Linked DNA regions of Mus musculus: region 2 is linked to region 1. Evidence: chromatin contacts called from public targeted proximity ligation data. All regions are on one chromosome and are shown on one strand. The core of a region is the stretch at or near the end of the contact, and the rest is flanking DNA. Distances in the headings are between cores, read along the strand shown.

Evidence for each region.
Region 2: a contact with region 1 is called in a targeted proximity ligation map of pancreatic cancer cells. A contact is called at or near these places in 1 of 39 promoter capture datasets (liver) and 1 of 130 datasets of targeted methods (pancreatic cancer cells).

Annotation. Positions count from the first base shown.
Region 1 is chr19:9,906,889-9,910,524 of GRCm38.p6, reverse strand. No RefSeq gene overlaps it. Among named protein-coding and RNA genes, the nearest start is that of Gm50340, 9.0 kb to the right of the region's middle.
Region 2 is chr19:10,708,079-10,711,686 of GRCm38.p6, reverse strand. It overlaps Vps37c (vacuolar protein sorting 37C), which reads right to left. Exons shown (of 5, transcript NM_181403.3): 3 at 1,246-1,417; 4 at 334-416. Among named protein-coding and RNA genes, the nearest start is that of Vps37c, 21 kb to the right of the region's middle.

The DNA.
Region 1 (3,636 bases), core at 790-3,289:
CAAGGAAAGAGTCTGGTGCAGGTGTAGCAACTCTGGATTGGCCCGGCTGTGGTTGCTGGGGAGATTTTCTGACTCTATCTTAGCAACCAATATCACAAACACTTGGCAGTGAGGTGCAGCAGTGGACACACACCTGGGTTCAAGGAACAGGCCAGAACATTGGCAGACACACGGGTTCAAGGAGCGGCCAGAGCATTGTGCACCTCTATTTATCTAAATCAGTGAAGCTAGTTCTGCTAACAATGAAATCTATTTTGCCAATTTCAGGGCTTCTGTGACCTTTTATATTTTATATTTTGTCAGGATCTTTCAGAGACAGGGTTTCTCTGTGTAGACCTGGCTGTCCTGGCACTCACTCTGTAGACCAGACTGGCCTCGAACTCAGAAATCCACCTGCCTCTGCCTCCCAAGTGCTGGGATTAAAGGCGTGCGCCACCACACCCGGCTATTGGTCTACTTTTTAAATAAGCTACTTATGAGACCTTACATAAGAATACTACAGATATTTATCTGTTCGTGACTTAGTTATAGTAGCAAAATGTCCTCAAGGTTTGTCAGTGCTGTAGAATGGTAGAATTTCATTTTCTAAAGGCTTCATACTGTCCCATTAACAAACTAAAATTTAAAGCTTATTTGTTGGTTGTGGGGTTGGACACATTTCATTACAGAGCCCGGAAAGGTGCAACATAAAGATGTCTAGTACCAGAGCAGCCTAGGCTATAGAGACTCTTCAAAAAAAAAAAAAAAAAAAAAAAAAAAAGAAGAAAAGCTTATTCTCTCCAGGGAAGCAGGTAGGATAACTGAAGATCTTCACCCTTTCCCCCAGACTCATCCCCAGCTCTCTAGTGGACTACCTCTCCTCACTCTCTTCCCCCCAGTCCCGAGGGACTAAGCAGATGCTGGTGGAATGCGCTGCTTTCCTGTCTTTCTCTCTCCTGTGAATCCATCCTGTAGCTCCCCGCCCCCAGCTCATTCCTACGTGATAGCTCTCAATACCTAGGAACCCATCTTACTTGAGATCCCCGAGTGGTCACACCTATCAGAAGAATTTTCCTACCAGGCATCAGACAGCCACCACATTCTCCTAAGAACCAGATAGGTCAACAGCAACCAAGGAACAAAACACTCACTCAACAAAGACAAGACCAGATATCAGCACCTAGTGCTACAATCTTCCCAAACCCAGATGCCGAGACACCAGCATAATAACACAGCATCAGCCAGGACAATATGTCTCCACTAGAGCCAAACCACCCTACCACAGCAGCCCTGGGGAACTGCAAACCAACTGAAGCACAAGAAAAAGACATTAAGATAGCCTTTATGAGTATGATCAAGAAAATGAAATATCCTTTAAAGACATCTATGAAAACACAAACAGTGGAAGAAAATGAGTAAAACAGCTTAAGACCTGGAAGTGAACATAGAATCAATTAAAAAAAAAACCTGAGGGAAATCTGGAAATGAAAAATGCAGGAACTCAAACAGAAGCTCACCACCAGAACACACAAGCTAGAAGAGAGACTCTCAGGTGTTGAAGATATGATACAAGAAATGGAGCCTCAATCAAAGAAAATGCTAAACCAAAAGAAAAACAAAATCCCAGCACTTGGGAGGCAGAGGTAGACAGCTGTCTCTAAGTTTGAGCCCAGCCTGGTCTACAGAGTTCCAGGATAGCCAGGGTTGCACAGAGAACCCGTCTTGAAAAAATCAGAAACAAAACAAAACAAAACAAAACAAAAGAAGAGAAGACAAAATGAAATGGCTCATACATTTGAATGCCTCTGAGGCACAAAGCTTTTATCTACCAAGCTGCTTTGTAAAGTAATCCTTGTGTTACTCAAATGCTGATTTCTCTGCCTTCATAGCCTGTTTCAATCCAGACATAGCATTTGTAATGTCTGACTCAAGTTTGTGTAAACAGTTCTTATCATTTATTTTCTGCCTTGTCAATAAATGCTGATCACCCAATGGCTGGGCAGAAGGAAGAATAGGCCTGGATATCTGCCTGCCAGAGAGAGCAGAAAAGGAGAGAGGGAGACTGAGATAAGCCAGGAGGATGAAGAAACTGGAGCCATGAGGAAGGGGTCCAGAGAGAGCACAGAAACATACCTGAAGCTCCAAGAGCAAGACTGTATTAGTCAGGGTTCTCTAGAGTCACAGAACTTATGGGTAGTCTCTAGATAGTAAAGGAATTTATTGATGACTTACAGTCGGCAGCCCAATTCCCAACAATTGTTCAGTCGCAGCTGTGAATGGAAGTCCAAGGATCTAGCAGTTACTCAGTCTCACGCAGCAAGCAGGCGAAGGAGCAAGAGCTAGACTCCCTTCTTCCAATGTCCTTATATTGTCTCCAGCAGAAGGTGTAGCCCAGATTAAAGGTATGTTCCTTAAACTCGGAGATTCAATCTTCTGGAATCCATAGCCACTATGGCTCAAGATCTCCAAACCAAGATCCAGATAAGGATCTCCAAGCCTCAAGATAAGGGTCACTGGTGAGCCTTCCAATTCCGGATTGTAGTTCATTCCAAATATTGTCAAGTTGACAACCAGGAATAGCCACTACACAGACCAATAAGAAGAAGCAGTCTATTGGGGCCATGGCTGGGAGGCAGCCAGATTAGGGATTAAGATCATTTAGCTGCTCAGAGATTTAGGTACACTTTTAAATACATCTTGGTTTCTCTGTTTTTTTTTTTTTTTGGGGGGGGAGGCTAGCATAAAGTAGAGAAATACAGGCACTGGATTAGTTAACGAAGTACATATATTAAAAATAATTTGTGGGCTGGAGAGATGGCTCAGTGGTTAAGAGCACTAATTGCTCTTCCAGAGGTCCTGAGTTCAATTCCCAGCACCTACACAGTAGCTATAATGGGATCTGATGCCCTCTTCTGTCCTGCAGACAAATAGAAAGACAGAGCACTCATATACATAAATAAATAAGACAAAATATTAAAAAAGCATTGCTAAAAAAAAAAAAAAAAGCCGGGCATGGTGGCGCACGCCTTTGATCCCAGCACTTGGGAGGCAGGGGCAGGTGGATTTCTGAGTTTGAGGCCAGCCTGGTCTACAGAGTGAGTTCCAGGACAGCCAGGGCTACACAGAGAAACCCTGTCTTGAAAATCAAAATCAAAAACAAAAACAAAACAAAACAAAACAAAAAAACACCAAAAAAAGAAAAACTTTAATTTGTTTTATTCCCCCTATCTCTGTCACTCCACGCTCCCTACAGATCTGCATGTAGAACTCGCAGCATCATGTCTGTCTGGATGTAGAACTCTCATCATCACGTATGTCTGGATGTAGAACTCGCAGCATCATGTCTGTCTGGATGTTGCCATGCTTTCCACAATGATGACAATAGATTAAATCTCTGAAACTGTAGCCAGCCCCAATTCAATGCTTTCCTTTATAAGAATAGCTGTGGTTATGATGTTTCTTCACAGCAAGAAAACACTGACTAAGACAAAGGCACAGAAAGTATTTTCAACAAAATTATAGAAGAAATTTTCCCTAATGTAAAGAAGGAGATGCCTATCAAAGTACAAGAAGCACGCACAATGCCAAATAGACTGGACCAGAAAAGAAAGTTCTCTCAGCACATAATAATTAAAACACTAAATGTATAGAACAAAG
Region 2 (3,608 bases), core at 912-3,411, 800 kb before region 1:
AGCACCCTGTCCCCTGGACTACCTCCCCAGCCTGTGGTTGCTGTTGTCAAGCTCTCACTGAGCCTGCTTTACACACTATATATTATCATAAGCATGTGTACAGGAAAACAGACTGTTGACACAGAAGAGAGTGCTGGCTGCTTTCAAGTGTTTACCGGGGCCTTAGAACGTGTTCCTATCCTGTCCTGCCATCAGTGTGTCTACCAGCACCCCAGTGCCATCTACTCAAGCCGCACTCCAAACCCTTCTGCTCTATGGTTCTTGGTCTCACCTGAGACCTGACTCCGAGGCCCACCACCGTTCAAGGGATTAGGATGCCACTCCCCACCTCACCTCAGACTCCTCCTCGATCTTCATGCCTTCGATCTGCAGAAGGTCCAACAAGGTCCCAGGCTGCAGTGCCGAGGAAAATTTCTCTGGAAGGAAGGGCAGAGAGGTCGACATTTCAAAAGCACTGCTTTAATTAAAGCTGAGGACCCTGATTTCAGGGAAGACATGTGACATGCCCTTTGTGTGCTTGGGCCTAGCCACTATAGATAGAGTCCCTGCTGCTGGTTCTGTGAGCACTCAGGACTCAGCCACAACAGGCCCCAGTGGAGAGAGAGTCCCTGCAGCTGGTTCTGTGGGGTCCTTTTGGTTCATGTAGGCGTTCACCATCTTGGTGAAGAGGAGCTGAGGGACAAGCTCAGGTCTTGGCCAAGCAGCTGCCAAGGGCACAGCCATCCAGGAAGCCTTCCTACCTCACAGGGCCTAGGTCAGCTCTGCAAGGCTCGGGGCTAAGTTGGCAGAGGCAGTGAAACATACTGACTGCCTAGATTCAAATCCCATTCCAGGGCTAGAGAGATGCTCAGCTCTTAAAGGCTATGCTTGCAAATCCCAACTCCATCTCACTCTGGTGGGATGACCTCAGGCAAGCCCTCGGCCGGCTCCAGCCTTGTTTTCCTCATCTATAAAAATAGTAAGTTCAGGACATTTTTAATACTATGAAAATTATCACCAGGGTATACAATAAATATAAATACTCAAACATTTAGACTAACTACAGTACCTACACTTTTGCTTATTTGCTTATTATCATGTAAAAACATGCAAAGCACAGTGGCTACAATGGCTGCTGGCCCTCTCCGATTCTGGGTATCTAAGCATCCTTAGTATTCCAGCTGCCTCCCTCGTCCTCCTTTGAACAGAAGTATCAATCAGCAGGGGAGATGGCCAGAGTGCTTGTCTGTGGTCGGCTGTCCCTACCCAGCTTGGCTTTCTGCTCCTGGCACCGCTCCACAAGCTTCCGCAGCTCCTGGTATTTGTCTGAGAGGTTAGAGCGGCTGATTTCCAGGGGACCTTGGAACTCCAGGTTCTGCTCTGCCAGGCTCCGGTTCGTGGCCAGTGCCATCTCTCGTTCTAACTGCAGGTCCTGAACCTAAGGAAAGCAGGACAACTGACAATGAGCTTAACTGTAACTGGTCAGCCTCCAGCAGGGGGTGCTCCTGGACTCACTGCTCAGCTTGGCGCTCAGCCCTCAACCAGTCACAGAAGCCTGGGTTTAAAGGCTATGCAGGCATTGTGACCCAGGTACCTCACCACATCCTGATCCGGAGAGCCTGTGAGAATGACACATGGGAAACAGGCAGCAAGGCTAACCACCTAACCACGGCTTCCCAATAGACAAGTACCTGCAAGTGGTTCTGTGCTGTGCAGGCCACAGCTGAAGGAGACCACTCCAGTGGGAGGGATGAAACCCAGAGTCCCCACCATTAGCCCCAAGTGAAAAAGACACATGGACACACACACCATGCATGCATACACATGAGAGGCTGCTAGGGAGAATGAAGGTGACCCAGGCCAGACCAGAAGCTAGAAATATCTGAGGTCCCAAAGGTATTAGGGAGGGAGGCCCTGTAGCCCAAGCCACTGAGCAGGACAGATATCCCCGCCTCCCAGGTCAAACAGCCCACAGAGCTATAGATAGTCCCTCAATGCTGCCTGCTGAAAATGCTTCCCTAGCCAGCAAAATGGAGCCCTCATGCAGGCCCCTTGTTAACTGCCAGTCAGGCAGAAGCAGCCTTGGAACCTTGCCCAGCGGGCTACCATCTGCTTCACCGAAAGGAGAGCTGGAGACAGGGCCACCATCGCATCGCAGTACCACATGGCACCAGCAGAGGGGGCTCAGCACTGGCCACAGAAGTTAGGGAACAGGTCAGGGCCAGCTTCCACGGGGACCGAAGGGATCAACAACACAGAGCTTCTCCTTCCACCTTGGCCAGCATGTGGCACACCAGGCCAGATGGGCTCCCACTAGAACAGCCCCAGGAAGCCAGGGGGCATCCTGGACAAGGGGTTTCCAGAAGAGCCACCCTGCTCTGACCCCTGCTCAGGGCCTCGAGCCCTGTAGTTACAGCAGGCTGCAGCCTATTGGAAAGAGGAGTGCTGCCAGTTACCTCCTGCACAGACAAGGGAGTCCGGGCTCAGGGTTAGAACCCCTTTACCTGGACTGCCTGCTGTCCAGCCAGAAACGCCATTGAGCCCCTGGACAAGCTCACTGGCACAGGAGCAGAGAAACTGCTATGTGTGACTGTTAGCCAAGGTGGCTGGAGGACGGCTCAACAATTAAGAACGCATACTGCTCATCTAAAGAATCCGAGTTCAGTTCCCAGGACCCACGTCAAGTGGCTCACACCATCTGCCACTTCAGCTCCAGGGGATCTAACAGACTCTCTGGCCTCCAAAGGCACTGCACCAAACATGCACAAACCCACACCAGACATGCCTATACATATAACAAAAAATACAGTGTTAAAAAAGAAAAGGAAAGAAAACGCCAGGGACACTTGTGTGGCCACCTCTGAGTGTAGGGCCTGCCCTTCCTGGCCACACCCTTGGCATCCTTACCTGTCCACGGCTTTTCCCTGGGTCTGAAGCACTACATCTGTGCTGTGCCACCCTCTCCCTACCCTGGAGCCCATCTCTTACTAACACCCTATGAGGCCAGGAGAGCTGCACAGCTCCCTCTCTACAGAGATGAACACTCCCACCACCTTTCTCTTCTGCCAGCCCCACATGACACAATTACTGCCTTACAGCTATGACAGACAGACAGATAGACAGACAGACAGCTAAAGGCTTTCTGAGAGAGTAAGTAGCTTGCCTTACTTTGTTTCTGTCTGTCCCACAGTGAGTATTTTTTCCCCTCAGAGAATTCAACTCATTTGCTCAAACATGGCTACAGAGAAGGTTCAATCTGCCCTTGGCCAGGAAGCTGCATCCCTTACATCTCCGGGAGGTTGTGCTTTTCCATAGGGCTGAAGGCTTGCTCAGCTTGGAAGCAATGAACTCCCAAGAGCTGGGCTTGCTTTTGCTGAGCTCCACTCCCTTCAGGGACAAGACTAGGAACCCCTTACCATCCTGTTGCTCACTGTTGGCTGAAGAAATACTTAGGGCTAAAAAGATGGCTCAGTAAGCAAAGATGCTTGCTGCTAAGCCTGACTGACCTGAGTTTGAACCCTTGGCTCCAAATGGTAGGAGAGAACCAACTCCTGAAAGCTGTCCTTTGACCTCCACACTTGTGATGTGGCATTCATGCACAGATATGTGTGTGCACAGAGATAGGACAC